4 separate regions of the Mus musculus genome follow, and all the other regions are linked to region 1. The links are chromatin contacts, called in public HiChIP or PLAC-seq and promoter capture Hi-C maps. All regions are on one chromosome and are shown on one strand. Each heading gives the region's core, a stretch centred on a gene start, on an enhancer-like site or on the middle of the called end of the contact. The rest is flanking DNA. Distances are from core to core; before and after follow the strand shown. Region 1 holds the start of Cdh24 (cadherin-like 24). Region 2 holds the start of Nfatc4 (nuclear factor of activated T cells, cytoplasmic, calcineurin dependent 4). Region 3 holds the start of Ripk3 (receptor-interacting serine-threonine kinase 3). Region 4 holds the start of Tgm1 (transglutaminase 1, K polypeptide).

Evidence for each region. Promoter capture Hi-C pulls out the DNA fragments that hold promoters and counts their contacts. HiChIP or PLAC-seq counts read pairs in DNA pulled down with a chosen protein or histone mark.
Region 2: a promoter capture Hi-C map of liver shows a contact between it and region 1, with 2.6 times the contacts expected there. The contact joins the promoter of Nfatc4 here to the promoter of Cdh24 in region 1. A contact is called at or near these places in 4 of 39 promoter capture datasets (cranial neural crest, liver, maxillary cranial neural crest and 1 more).
Region 3: a FOXA1 HiChIP or PLAC-seq map of pancreatic cancer cells shows a contact between it and region 1. The contact joins the promoter of Ripk3 here to the promoter of Cdh24 in region 1. A contact is called at or near these places in 1 of 39 promoter capture datasets (liver) and 1 of 115 datasets of contacts at active chromatin or transcription factors (pancreatic cancer cells).
Region 4: a FOXA1 HiChIP or PLAC-seq map of pancreatic cancer cells shows a contact between it and region 1. The contact joins the promoter of Tgm1 here to the promoter of Cdh24 in region 1. A contact is called at or near these places in 2 of 39 promoter capture datasets (fetal liver and liver), 1 of 115 datasets of contacts at active chromatin or transcription factors (pancreatic cancer cells) and 1 of 9 other capture datasets (liver).

What each region holds. Positions count from the first base shown.
Region 1 is chr14:54,639,522-54,643,006 of GRCm38.p6, forward strand. Cdh24 (cadherin-like 24) reads right to left here and starts at 1,843. Exons shown (of 12, transcript NM_199470.2): 1 at 1,700-1,843; 2 at 1-140. The coding sequence starts at 23. Acin1 (apoptotic chromatin condensation inducer 1) reads right to left here. Exons shown (of 19, transcript NM_023190.3): 19 at 2,640-3,485. The coding sequence ends at 3,207.
Region 2 is chr14:55,822,892-55,826,376 of GRCm38.p6, forward strand. It overlaps Nfatc4 (nuclear factor of activated T cells, cytoplasmic, calcineurin dependent 4), which reads left to right and starts at 1,904. Exons shown (of 10, transcript NM_023699.3): 1 at 1,904-2,245; 2 at 3,267-3,485. The coding sequence starts at 2,146. Gm41159 (a long non-coding RNA gene) reads right to left here and starts at 698. Exons shown (of 3, transcript XR_874646.3): 1 at 307-698; 2 at 1-33.
Region 3 is chr14:55,787,281-55,790,765 of GRCm38.p6, forward strand. Ripk3 (receptor-interacting serine-threonine kinase 3) reads right to left here and starts at 1,577. Exons shown (of 10, transcript NM_019955.2): 1 at 1,337-1,577; 2 at 958-1,101; 3 at 544-853; 4 at 2-159. The coding sequence starts at 1,356. All of the region lies in intron 2 of Gm32092 (a long non-coding RNA gene), which reads left to right.
Region 4 is chr14:55,711,915-55,715,399 of GRCm38.p6, forward strand. It overlaps Tgm1 (transglutaminase 1, K polypeptide), which reads right to left and starts at 1,578. Exons shown (of 15, transcript NM_001161714.1): 1 at 1,473-1,578; 2 at 520-840; 3 at 187-375. The coding sequence starts at 835.

The sequences.
Region 1 (3,485 bases), core at 593-3,092:
AGGAGCCTCACAAGGCCCCACATGTTTGTAATCCAGCCAGGGCTCTTGTTCACTGGCCCCAGGTGCCGAGGCTGGGCAGGGCCAGGTGGCCCATGAGCTGGCTGGGGAAGACGCGTTGAGGCTACCCCATGGATCCACACCTGTAGGACAGGTAGCTGCTCAGGATCAAGGAAAGCCTGAATCGTACTCTTCTCCCGAATTAGATACCGAAGCCCAGCTCTCTAAGAAACCAGACACCCCACTGCCCAGAACCCAGTCCAAGACAGACAGCCTGAGCCTTCCTCCCAGGCTCTGCCTGGATCCACCTCCAGCCCCTCCAAGCCCATAAATCTCAGGTCGGCCAACTCTGGAAAGCTGTCAGGGAAAAGGAGAGGAGAATGCTGAAGGGACTTGGAATTTCAAATCTTGTTCCTTTTCTAGCCTGGGCACACAGCTAGGGGACTAGAAAAGGTAGATGGACCGACAGAAAGGGCTTAAAACTGAGAGGTTGGTATTCATCAACACACAGCCTTCCTTATCCAGAGGGTCAGGCTCAAAGACAAGGAGTGAGTGCAGCTTGAGTCGGGCTGGACTCAGGAAAGCCTCCCCTGCCCCTGAGGAACCCCACGTCTCCAGACTGTCTCCAGCCCATTCTGCCAGTCTCGGTCTTTAAGGGGAATTGGTCTAAGGGAACAGAGTGGGGCTACATCTGGAAGAATTGGGAACAGGGCTGCAGGCAGTGCAGGGGGACCAAGAGAGGTGAAGTGGAGGCTGACCCAGGGGCCAGAGACAGCGTGATTGAAGGCTTGGGGCCAAGAATCTGGGAGGGTCTGGCAGATGGGGAAGACCAGATGAGAAACAGACAGACCACGGAGAGAGAAGGGCAGCAAGAGAGAAAAGCAAAGACATCAGGGAAGCAGCCTGAGTGTCTGAAAGGCAGAGAGGAGTCCTGGGTACCAGGCTTGGGAACTGGTAGGGGCAGGTGAACCTTTCTCTCTCTCTCTCTCTCTCTCTCTCTCTCTCTCTCTCTCTCTCTCTCTCTCTCTCTCTCTCTCTCTCTCTCTCTCTCTCTCTCTCTCTCTGTGTGTGTGTGTATGTGTGTGTGTGTGTGAGATCAGGCCTCGGAACTTCATTCTGGTAGAGTAAGCTACTAGGAGCAGTAGAGGTAGGGAGGGGCTGCGGGAAAGGAGGTGGAGAGAGAGGACCCTTCCCATTTCTCTCCCTCCTCCTGAAGGGGCCCATGGTCAGGTAGCTGTGCCCCTCCTCCTTCCCCAGAGCAGACACACACCTGACAGGCCGTTTGCTCCCCAGAGAAAAGAAGCCAGAGGGCAGCAGGGGACCAGAGAGGTAGGCGGGACGAAGAGGAGAGAAGGAAGGAAACGGAGGAGTGGGGAAACAGGATAGCAGGAGGGAACGAGGAGAGGAGAGGAAAGGAGAGGGAGGTAATGAGAGAGAGGAAAGGAGAGCGGGAAAAGAGGAGAAAGGTAAAGGAAGAAAAAGGCAGAAGAGGTGGGAAGAGACAGGGCAAGAGGGAGAGAGAAGGGGCAGAGAGGCGGAAGGGTGAAGAAAAATCGGGAGGCAAAGGGAGAGAGGTGTGTGAGATGGGAGAGAGCAGAGCGCGGGAGAACCGAGCCGGCACGGCTCTCAGCCAGAGCGCACCGCAAGCTGCGGACCCCCCGCTGCCCCCGCGAGGATTCCCGACCCGGGCAGGCGCCCTTACCTGGCACTACCGAGGGGCCCGGGACCGCGAACAGCGCCCCGCCCGCCTCCGTCGCTGGCTCCCGGGGGCACAGCCCCAAGCCGATCCAAGCCGGCGCCGCGGCTCCGCTGCAGGTCTGAGCGGCCCCGGCGAGAACAAGGGAGCGAGACGGAGGGGGCGGGGGAAGGAGGCTCCGCCTGCCGAGGAGAGGCGGCTCGCGCGGGAGAGGAGAGCCCTGCCTCCGACCCTCCCCAGCCAGTCCCCGCCCCCGCGGCTCCCGGGCTGCTGGGCGCATACAGATGCGGGGCCCCTCCCGGGCCAGCCCGCAGCACGGCAAGGTACAGGGGTAGCACGGCTAGGCTATTATTCCCAGGGCCTGGCGGAGGAGACTCAACACGATCGGCCAGCACAGCACCTGCGGAGGCACACCGTGAGGCGGGGCGCTGGGAGAGCACTGCGGGAGACCCGGCTTCACGTTCTGGATTCGGGTGCGGCTGCGAGGCTACCGACTCAGGACCTTGTGCGGGTCACGACGGCGAGTTCAGTCAGCTAGGGTGAACTTCAGGATGGCAGGGGAAGCAGGAGTCTAGGGAGCTCGCCAGGGACAGGGGAAAGATAACGGTGGGCAGTGAGAACCTTTTTTGGGGAAGCTCTTTGCAAGATCTAAAGAGTGTGTGCACCCCCTGGTGGCAGTTGTGGGAAGCACCTTGAAGGGCGACCAAATGCCTAATTGTGCAGGGGGACCGGGAGGCCGACCCTGCCGGCTGTTGGGGTACTGCAAAAGAAACAGGCCACCCTATTTCCCAGAGTAAAAAGACATACAGCTTTGGACTGATTAGAGACAAAGTGGGGATGAAGGTTCCCGAGGAAGGCCGCTGCCCCAGAAGAACGCAGATGCCCACCGTCACAGCCATTCACCTTCCCCTTTCACCCAAACTCTTCCCAAGGAAAGGCACTCAAATGCTAGTCAAAACTAAGTCAGATTTTTATTTTTCCATAGACCACATCATTTAATAATAAAAAAAATAAAAATAAAAATTGAACAAAAGGAAAAGGTGGCTATAAAGTGGAACCAGCGGGCAAGAGACTGCAGGCCAGAGAACAGGGGACTGCAGGGGCCTGGGACTCAGGAGAGGCTGATTCAGCTCATAGGTGACCCAGTCCTGGCCCCAGCTGTCCCCAAAAGGCTGAGTACCAAGGGAGGCGGAACGCAGGATGGAGGGAAAATGAGCGTGGGACACTGGTTATTCCCACGTACGGCCACATCTTCCCTTCATAGCCTAGCTCTTCCCTCTCAGACTTAACAGGAAGAAAGGAGAGGGCCAAGTTCCAAGAGTTAGGTTGGGGAACAGGGAGATTGCCACTGCTCCATTTGATATGAGGGGACGTGTGGCAGTTATAGTTCAGCACTGAGCAATGGTGTGAGACCCTTGGTTCCAGGGTGGTGGTGACTGTACCTATCCCTCTGTGGCCTTTGACCTCCCAGGACCAAGTGGCAGGTACCTGCAGCTCTCTAGTGTTTTCTTGGCTAGCGGCGCCCACCCCGGTCCCGTACAGGTGTGCTTCGACTCCGGCTTCTGCTGTGGCGCTTGGTGTCTCTGCGATCCCTCTCCCTGCCTCGGTCTCGGTCTCGCTCCCTCTCCCGCTCTCGGTCACCCCTGTCCCGCTCTCTCTCCCTGTCCCTCTCTCTCTCCCTGCTGTGCTCCCTCCTCTTCTCCCGTTCTAGCTGCCGGTTCCGTTCCCGCTCAGCTTCCTTCTCCCGTTCCTTTTGTTCTTCTTCTTCTCGTTCTTTTCGCCGCTTCTCCCG
Region 2 (3,485 bases), core at 654-3,153, 1.2 Mb after region 1:
CTTTTGCAACACCACGGTGGGGAAATTGAGTCACTGGGAGGAGAAGGGAAAGAAAGTCGAAGTCAGCCAGCCCTGGTCTTCCAGACGAGGGAAGGGGGAGGGTTCTCCAGGAAAACAAAGCGGGGTGGGTGGGGAGGTGGTTTGCTGGGCAGAGGCTGAGCCAGACATATGGAGAAACACTGCCCAGGATCAAAGGAAATATGACATTTGAAAAGAATGTGCGCGTCTGCTTGTGCCGCTGAGCGGGGGGTATGAGGGAGCAGGGCCCCGGCCGAGTTTCCGGGTCTGTTCTCCTTGGATTCCCACCTCTGCCCACCCTTCTCTTAGGTGCAGGGTGGTAGATGTTCTCGAGGTGTTCCTCGCGCCCCCTAACCGTGAGTTCCTCCAGTTCGGAGGTGAAGCAAGACGGGAATGTAACCTGAGAAGAACCCAAGGGGAGAGAGGGGGGCGGGGAGGGGGGAATCAAACCAGGCCCTCTCCCGGCTCGGCCTCGGAACATTCTTCTCTCCCGCCCGCCAAGCTTCTCCTCCCTGCCCCTCCCGCCTCGCGGCCCTGGGCTTGCAGCCGGGGCAGCGCCGCACGTCACTGGGGTCCCCGGGGGCTGGGGGGGTCCCCAGGACTGGCTCGAGGGAGGACTGAGGGGAGGGAGGGGCGCCGCCTCCGCCGCCAAGGAGCTGAGGCCCGCCAGGCCAGCCCCCCTTCCCTCTGCCCCGCAGAGCCTGTTTCTCATTAGAGTAATGGGCGCGGTCCCCGCCCGGCTCCCGAGTGTTTGTAAACGTCTGACCAGAGGGCCGGCGCTTAACCCTTTAGGTGCTGGACTGGGGTTTGCTGTTGGGGGACGCGGGTCGGAGCCTGAGAGATTTAGAGACTGGAGATTTGCCAGGTTTATTAGGGAAGTTTGGAGCATGTGGTAAGCATGCAAGGAGAATGGTGACTGCTCCCCTGTCTTGCAGCGCCTCCAGTCCGAATCAAGAATCTCCCGTTCTATTCTTTCTCTTCCAAATGGGACCTCTTTATGCTCGCCCTTCCTAGAAACTCCTGACCGGGTCTTCCTTCCCTGCCCAGGTGACAGGTGTCCAGCCGGTGGGCCTAAGTTTTTAGCTTCTGGCCTTTTCTAAACCCGGCCAGGAATTTAGGATGGCCGGGAGCAGAACGTCTTGGGATCAGCGAGCCCAGAGATCTGCAGCTTTTGGGACGAAGGAGCCGACTATCTCCTCCAAGGCTAATTAATGGCCTATCTAGGTGGCTGGGACAAGGGTATCAGCAAAGCCTGGCCTGGATCTACGCCCAGCGGGCTATGGGCCTTCAAAGGCTTCCTGGGGTTCGAAAGTTCTGAGAGGCTTCTGGGACAGCTAGAAGTTCTTCATCTTAAGGGAATGGTGGGGGGTGGCTTGTGGAGGTGGTGGCTAAGAACTGCAAAGGCTCCTTGGAGGTCCAGGTAGAGTGGTCTCAGCGAGGGTGGAGGAATGGCCTCCTCTACAGAGCAGCTCAGAGCCTCTCTCAATCCCAGATCTCTCTTCAACTCAAGATTTGGATGGAAAGGACAGTGAGGTGCCCTTTCTTGGGAGATTTTGGCTATCCTGCTCTTCAGAATGTACCGTGGGCCTGCTACAATGGGGGACGGGTGACAAAAATATGGCCTCTTTAAGGCGAGGGGACCCGGACCTCCCCACCCCCTACGCTGGGACTAAATAGGCTGAGGTTTGGGCTTTCGGTGGGAAATGATTGTCACAACTGTGGGCCAATAGGTACCATTAGGGTTCTATAACGTTTGAAGGGACCATTTTCCAATTCAGTTTTTTCTCCCTCTTTGGAGGGGGTGGGACTGGAGAGATGACCGGGGGCGGGGGGGGGGGGAACTAGGGGCGCGTGGTTTTCCCATCTCATCCATGGAGGAGGGGCCGGTGCATCCCGGGTAACCAATCAGAGACAGGCTGGGGGGGGGCCGCTTTGAAGAAGTTTGGGAGAAAAAAGTTTGGAAAAGTTTCTATAATAACGAGGGGGCGTCCGGAGGGAGGCGGCAGCGACAGAAGAGGGGGCGTCTCAGAGAAAGGGAGGGAGGGAGCTACCCTCGCGTGAAGCTACAGCAGCGTCCAGAGCTTCCCCCTCCCACCCAGGCGGGACCTGGGGGCTCCGGCCGGATCCATGGGGGCCGCAAGCTGCGAGGATGAGGAGCTGGAATTTAAGCTGGTGTTCGGAGAGGAAAAGGAGCCCCCCCCGCTGGGCCCTGGGGGTCCTGGGGAAGGTTAGTGCGGGGCTGGGTAGGGGTCTTTTGGCCAGTGACCGAAGGGCCAGGAAATCTCCAGTTTGGGAGCCTGGGGTGTGTGAGAGGGTGAGGTGGGTCAGAGGATGAAGGGAGCTGAGGGACTACCAAGGCTGTGGAAGTGAGGCTGGGGGCCACGGCATCATTTTTTTTTCCTTTTTAGGTCCTAACTGGGGTGGGAGTGGGGGTGTTGTTGGCTATGCGCCGCCTGCCGGCTAGGCCGACTGTCTCTGGGATGGGGTGCGGAAGGGAACCTTGGCCCCCAAGAGCCGGAGGTGCCGGCTTGGGAAGGGGAGGTTTGGCCCTGGAGTTAAAGGCTTTAGGACCTAGGCCTGGTTCTGCAGACGCGACGCCTGGGGCTGGGGGCTCCCTCGGGCAGCGCAGGGACACCCCTCCCCCTCCCCCTGTCTGGCCGCAATGAGAGGCAGATGGCGGGGAACGAGTCGGGGGCGGCGGCCGCCGCTTGCACGGAATCCGCGCTGCCCGCTACCCCCTCTCCCCCCCCCCCCCGTTGGCTGGGCCCCGCACGCATCACCCTTCGACTGCACCCCCGCCCCCTTTGGGGGGGGCGAGGGAGGAGTCACCTCCCCTCGTCACCACAGACATGCCCCCATCCCTCCCACCCCCAGGCCACAGTTGCGATGGTAACTGGGGTTTCTGCCAGCACCATTTGGGGGTTTGGGAACCGTCGCTAATTGGGTTCATGTGTGAGTCGCCCCCAGCCCAGCCCAGAGCCTGGGCAAGCACACCTCCAGGCCTGGCTCTAGAATTCCCCAAACCACCCCAGCCCACCTGCCCAGGACCAGAGTGTTAGAGTATGAGGTCCTGGCATGCCTGTATCTCTTTTCTGTCTTGTGATGTTCAACTTTGCTTTTGTCCGGAGACTAGGGGAACCTCTCCTAGCTAAGCATATCAGGCTTCAGGGGCTGACCATCCGAGAAACGTAGACATTTCACCAGCTTCTCTCTCTCTCTCTCCCTCTACTTCCCTTCCATTTTGACAGAGCTGGACTCAGAGGATACCCCTCCATGCTGTCGTTTGGCCCTGGGGGAACCCCTTCCTTATGGTGCTGCCCCTATTGGGATTCCCCGACCCCCACCCCCTCGGCCAGGGATGCACTCACCACCGCCCCGTCCCGCCCCTTCACCTGGCACCTGGGAGAGCCAGCCAGCTAGGTCGGTGAGGCTGGGGGGCCCAGGAGGTAATGCAGGGGGTGCTGGGG
Region 3 (3,485 bases), core at 327-2,826, 1.1 Mb after region 1:
CCTGTAGACATCACTCGCTTTAGAAGCCTTCAGGTTGACATCAAATAACAGCTCTGGGTCCAAGTACGCTAGGGTGCCCCCAGAGTCCCTGGATCCTGATCCTGATCCTGACCCTGACTGGGACCCTCCCTGAAACGTGGACAGGCCAAAATCTGCTAGCTGTAAAGGAAAGGAAAGGGAAGGTATTAGATGAAGGGGGGGGTCAGAGATTTTTCCCTCTCTTGCTCCCCAGAAGATGCAGCAGCCTCAGCTTTTTGGAAGGTGTTATGGAGGACCAGAGGGAAGGTAAAGTCATTGAGAACTTAGCAGGAGATCTGAGTTGCTGATGGGCAGGCCTGAGATAAGTCAGCCTGGGTCCGTGAGGGTGCATTAGGCCTGTGGAACTGAGCCAGGGGGTTAAGAAGGGCGTCTGGTAAGGAGGGTCACCTGGTATGACTAGAAATAAAACTCCTAGTTGGGTCTTGTCATGTGTGTAGTCTTGTATTCAGAGGGACAGGTACTCAACATGGTCCCAAGTCTACACTAGGTTGTAGATGGACTAACCTTGGCGTGGAGCTCTGGATCCAGCAGAATGTTAGAGGGCTTGAGGTCCCGGTGCAGGAGCGGAGGGTTCAAGCTGTGTAGGTAGCACATCCCCAGCACCACTTCCTGCAGCAGGCGACAGAGGAGTGGCCAGGGCCGAGGGCACTCGGGTTGCAGCAGCCCTGCGAGGGAGCCATTCTCCATGAATCTTGTCACCAGAGCCTGCCCGGACACGAAGTCCCACTGGAGGTCCTCAGTGACCCCCAGCAGGAGCAGAACGTTCTCATTACGAAGATTAACCATAGCCTTCACCTCCCAGGATATCTTCTTCCTACACGCCGAAAGGGGGCCAAAATTGGATTGCGCTCTGGAAGACCCCACCCTTGCCCCACTCAGGCTCGTGACCACACTCTGACTACAGCTGGGGTCACTCACGAGTTCACGATCTTGACTGCTACATCATGGTTCCATGTTCTGTGGTGTGCCCGGAACACGACTCCGAACCCTCCTTTACCCACAAACTCCAGCTTCTTCAGTTCTTCACGGCTCACCAGAGGAACCGCTGACGCACCAGTAGGCCTGAGAAAGGTTCTTGTCCGGTAGGGGGCCCATCCCCCAGCCTAGCGCATCCTCTGTCTCCCAAGCTCCGGGATTCCGTGACTGCGCGTGGGCAGCGTAGGCAGCGAGTCTAGCCTCCCCACTGCTGCCCGCCTCACCCCCAGCTTTGTCCCCTGCCTCAGAAAAGGCGTCCTTTGAGTGTGTCCCCGGGCCACCTGTGTGGGTGTGCCGGAGACACAGCTCACTCCCCACTCACCATAACTTGACAGAAGACATCGTCGGGAGCTAGCGGCTTCCTGGAGTTATGTGTGCACAGACGGAGCTGGAAACCCGACGTCTACGGCTCGGAGTGTGGACTGAGAGGAAGGCAGGGTCTGCAAAGGGAACAATCAGTAGGTCAAGGCACGGAGGTTCAGGCCCCGAATTCCGCTTCCCAGGTCGCTCCCCCGGACTTTGAATGAGCGACTTCACAACTTCCCTTTCAAATAAGAGGCTCCTTCTATCTCCGCCCCCTGGGGTGGAGCATTGAAAACTTTGGGGCTATTTCCTGTGCACGTGCCTTGAAACTGCTTCCACCCGAGAAGCGCCCAGGCACTGGGCGTGCCACAAAAGGTGTCCTCACCATCCAGGAACGATTGACTCCCCACGATAGCCAGTCTCTCTTGGACCCCTTAGCTCCACCGCTTGCCAACCACATTTTGATGAAGGGAGGATGGAGATCAGGAGGATTTTATGGTCCTAAGATCACGGAGTAACGCTTCTAGTAAGGGTTGTCTTGGGCCAGGTACACATACTGGCTTCTTAGATCAACCGTGTTTTCTTTTCTATAGAGGAGGAAACCCAAGTACTTAAAGTTTAAATCGCTTGGCCAAGTAAGTATGGGACTAGTTTAGAACCGAGTTCTGCTCCACCAAGGTAGCCCTTATTTTATTTATTTATTTATTTATTTATTTACTTACTTACTTACTTACTTACTTACTTACTTACTTTTGAGACAGGGTCTCTTTTTGGAGCCCTGGTTGATCTGGGACTCGAGTATACAGACCAGGTTGACTCAAACTCACAGAGAGCCATCTGCATCTGCCTCCTGACTAAATGCTGGGATTAAAGGTGTACGCCACCATGCTTGGCTTTCTTATTTATCTTAAAATTTATTTATGTGTGTGCATGACCATGCATGTGGTGAAGGGGTGCATGTCATGGTGTGTGTGTGTGTGTGTGTGTGTGTGTGTGTGTGTAGGTGTTCGACCTTGTTTGAGATAGGGTCAGTTTGTTCTCTGCTGTGTGCATAATGCTATGTGTTAGCCTGTTAATGTCCCAGTATTCTCCTGTCTCTCATCTTGCTGTAGGAACACTGGCATGGTATACATGGGCTACTGTCCCCAATGTCACTTTAGTTGTGGGAATATGAGTTCAGGTCCTCATGCTTGCATGACAAGAATTTTGCCTACTAAGCGGCACACACACACACACACACACACACACACACACACTCCAGCTCAAGTTAGCTTATTCTTCTTGACAATGCCTCTGGGCTATATAAATCTACCTGTGGTGCAGGTAAGGTATGAGGCACGCAGTATGCACTAAAGGACCTCTTGGAATCCCTGCTCAGCAAGAGCAGCTACTAAGTAGGGGTTGTGGAGCTGGAAGGCCCAGGGTCTATGCCAGGGTGTTGTAATGAGGATAGGTGTGCTGGCCCTGCAATCGAGCCACTGCTGCTGTGATGGCCTCTGTAGCAGCTCTAAGGGCTTCCCACCCTTCCCCTTGTGTGATACCTTTGGCAAGTAAATACTCTGATTCATGCTTCAGGCAAGCATGGCATATATTCTCCATGAAAGCTTTTCAAGATCCTAGAGTGTCAGACTGTTGGGTAACAGGACTGGTGGTGCACACCTTTAATCCCAGCCCTCAGGAAGCAGAGGCAGGCAGACCTCTAGGACCAGCCTGGTCTACATAAGGAGTTTGAGGCCAGGTTAGCTACATAGCAAAACCTTGTCTCTAAATAAATAAGTAAAAATGAGTTTAAGGTAGGGGCTGGAGAGATGGCTCATCAGTGAAGATGAGCGGTTGGTCTTTCAGAGGACCCTGGCTTGATTCCCAGTATACACTGGAGAGATGGCTCATCAGCGGTTGGTCTTCCAGAGGACCCTGGCTTGATTCCCAGTACACACATGGTGGCAAACAATTGTATGTAACTCCAATGCCAGGGGATCTGACACGTTCTTGTGTCCTCTGTGGGCACTAGGCATGCGTGTGGTCACAGACTACATGCAGATTAAAAAAAAATCAAATTAAATTTGAAGTAGCCAACAGATCCCTATATTTTATCACTCAGTGGCATAGTTGTGGCTGGAGGTAGAAATAACTGGATAGTCAGCCCTAGCATTCAGTCCTTAGTAGGA
Region 4 (3,485 bases), core at 328-2,827, 1.1 Mb after region 1:
CCAGCTTGAGGAAACTGCAGGACCACATCTTTTCTGAGAGCACCACTAGGGGAGCACTATGAATCCGGCACCAGCCTCTTTTGGCAGAGGTGAGGAGTGCCGGGGAGGAGCCTAAAGACCTCTCTAACCTAACACCAGCCCTTCAAGTCTAGGGGCTTTACCCTTCCCATTCCAGGTCCCACTCACCAATGAGGAGCTCAAGGGCAATGCGATCAGAGGACTCATATTCCCGGTTCAAGAAAAGGATCATGTGGAAGGGCTGCCCACGGCGCACAATCAGCTCATCATATTCAAACTCATCCGTGTGGTGCTCTCGGCGGTTCTGGTCTGATCGTGAGCACAGCAGATCCACACCAGTCACAACCAGCATTCCCTCTGTGAAACCACATCCATGGGTCAGTGAAGAGTTCACGAAGAGCCCAGTCCCTCCTCAGAAGTCTCAGAAGCCCCCTTAGAGATGCCAGGATAAACCTTAGGTTCCATAAAGGCTCAGCTCTAGGTTAAGGTGTGTAATCTCACCTCGGATGGTGCCATCTCCAGCTGCATTTACACCACTGCCCCGAGACTCGGGTCTTCGGCCACCCCGAGAGTCCCTACCCCGGGAGCTGGTCCCTCTGCTTCTGGAGCCAGAAGGTTCAGGTCCCCAGTCATCGTCCCCTCTGTTCCCACATGAGCAGCAGCCACAACAACGAGCCCAGAAGGAGCGGCCTCCTCCTCGGCGGGAGCGCGAGCGTCTGTCTGGCTCCGGCACCGGCTCTGGCTCCGGTGACGGTGTTGTAGGGGGCTGCCAGGGGCTCCTGCCCCAGCGGCCCACGTCTGAGCGAGGACCTTCCATTGTGCCTGTGTAGAAGAGACAGAGGGTGCTCATTCACTCAGATCTCCTGTGCCTGGGATGTCCATCCCACCCACCCAGAAACTCTATCCAGAGAAATTGGTTCAGTACCAGCTAGGTGACTGGGATAATCACATTCTCACCCTGAGATGCCCCAAAGACCCTATTCAGTCACCCAGAAGAAGCACCTTATATTGCAGAGAAAAACCTCCTCTCCACCTTGCTATAGACACTCTCAAATCATACTAAAAAACAGATGTCCAGTGGAGAAACCATTGAAGATCCATCTGAGGAAATGCACAGTTGCCTAAGAGAACACCTCCAAACCCTGTATATATCGGTCTCTCCACCCGCTGGCTTCTCAGTTTAGAGGTCCAGCCTCTAGGACTATTTAACAGCAGGTAGGAGGCATAGGGGTCAGAGTCCCCCGACATGCCTCACGTCTGGACAAACTTCAGGCAGGGCTGCGGAGATGGCACAGCAGGCGTAAGCAGAGTTTGGCCCCAGGAAAATTGGGTCTCAGCCCACAGCAGGTACGCACTGGAGATCGGTCCTTTCTGGGCTTGGGCTGTGTGTCCCTTGACAGCGAAGGCCCGCTGTGGCTCAGCACTGAGGTAAGGTGTAAGCTGGAGCCTCTCACCTGGCAGCGGTGTTGGTGATGGCACCACCGGGTCCCGGGCCCGGGTGGAGCAGGTCAGGGCGTTTGGGACGGGACCAACAGGCTGGACGTAGCCACGCGAGTGGAAGGTGTAGGGCGGGCCGGGTAAGCAGTTTATGAGGGGAGGGGAGGCGGGGCCGAGTTTCTGGGAAAAGGGGAAGAGGGTTGCTTCATCCCTCCTGTCAAGAGGCCAGTCTCTGGGGGCTGTCCTCTGGTAGGGGCGGGAAAGACTGGCTCCACCCACTTTCTCCTTTCTAGGAACTGAGGTCATGCTAAGGAGGGGGTCCGGATCAAAGTTCTGTCAGACCTGAGGCTGAAGTGAAAAGGAAAGGCGTTTGGTGACGGATCCCACACCAACTTGATTCTTACCACACTAGGTGTTCAGAGAGCAAAGAGAAGGGCTCTTCCACTCAGGCCTGCAGGGCAGATCTGTTCCCTAGCTGGAGATGCCTCCTTTTGCTCTCAGAGGGCCCTGCTGCTAAGCTCTCTTGTAGCACCCACCGGGCTTGGCCCTGTGAAACTGGTCCCTGGGACTGGAACTTCTTTTGCCTAGGAAGGTCCCAGTACCTCAGGCTGCAGACAGATGACATCAGCGGCCAGGCCCTCAAACTGGCTCCACCTGTCAGTCCCTGACCAGCCAGCTCTACCAGGTCTTCTCATGCCCCTCAGCATACTGCACCCTTCTGTCTCTCTTTCAGCTGTTCCACAGCCCCCAGAATGAGTGGGCTATCTCTGTTTCTTCTAAGTTCGAGATCCTCCCAGCTTGAAAGTCTCGGGAAGGCTTAGGTCTTGGCTTGCTTTCAGGTCTGGGTGGACAGGAGCCTCCTCCCCAGGCTACCTGGTATTCCCTTCTTTCACTGAGAGTGTCTCATCAGCTGGAGGTAAGCATTTCCCCTCATTTGCAGCCTGGAATTCTTCTTGAGAATCCAGACCAACCGGCTCCAGGAACACACTCTCTGTCCTTTCCAGCTCCTGCCCTGGCTCTGGGTGAACCGTCAGAGATGTCATTAAAACTGCCCCAAGGCAGAGAGGAGCCAGACAGCTTTAGGGAGGCTCTCTCTGGCCCTGTCCGAGGCACCGCACCGACAACTAGGACCTCTTCACTCCGCTCCATGGGCCACCATCAAAGATAGTGAAAATAGCATTGGCAAAAAAAAAAAAAAAAAAAGAAAGAAAAAGAAAAGAAAAGAAAAGAAAAGAAAAGAAAAGAAAAGAAAGACAGACACAAAGCAGCATCCTAGGCAGCAATCTGTTTGGAAATGTATCCTGTACAAAGGTATCCAGGGAAGTAGGAACAGCTCCAGGATCTACATATACACTGATTGGTTGTTTGGTTTTTTTGTTTGTTTTTGTTTTTTGTTTGTTTTGAAATGATCTCACATATAGCCCAGGCAGACTTTGAGCTCACAGTAACTCTCCTGCTTTAACCTCCCAAGTGCTGGGATTACAGAAGAAGGCTGACAGTAAGCATGGTGTGAGTTTTTCCCTGTTCAGCTGGCAAGCCTTGGAACCTAGCAGACTTCTAACACATAGCAATGAAGACCAAAATTCAAGGCAGGTGTGTGGCGGGTCAGCCAAAGGGCTTCACTTGGGGACTGTTTGTGTATCACTTAGGATACAAGAAGAGGAGTGGCTTCAAGGGGCGGGGCATGTGAGCACACGTGTGCCCGGCAGATTCCAGTGAAGCAGGAAAGTGCCTGGTTTTGCTACACTCTTCTTCTTTTAACCAGTCACCCTCTTTTCCCACTATGCTAAGGTTGACTCATTGCCCTAACCCCTGAGCCACTCCCTCGAGCCCTTGTTCCCTGCGGCTTTCAAAGCCACAACAGTGTAGTGGGGTGCACCTCAGGAGTAGACTCCCATCTAAATACCTTGGCAAGTTGAGGCCAGGCCTCTGTTTAATCATTCTATATTAATATAGAAACAGGAAAAGCGCTAAATCACTAAAGCAAAGAGTTTAGTATGTGGCTTCAGCATGCAGAGCTCAGCAACCCT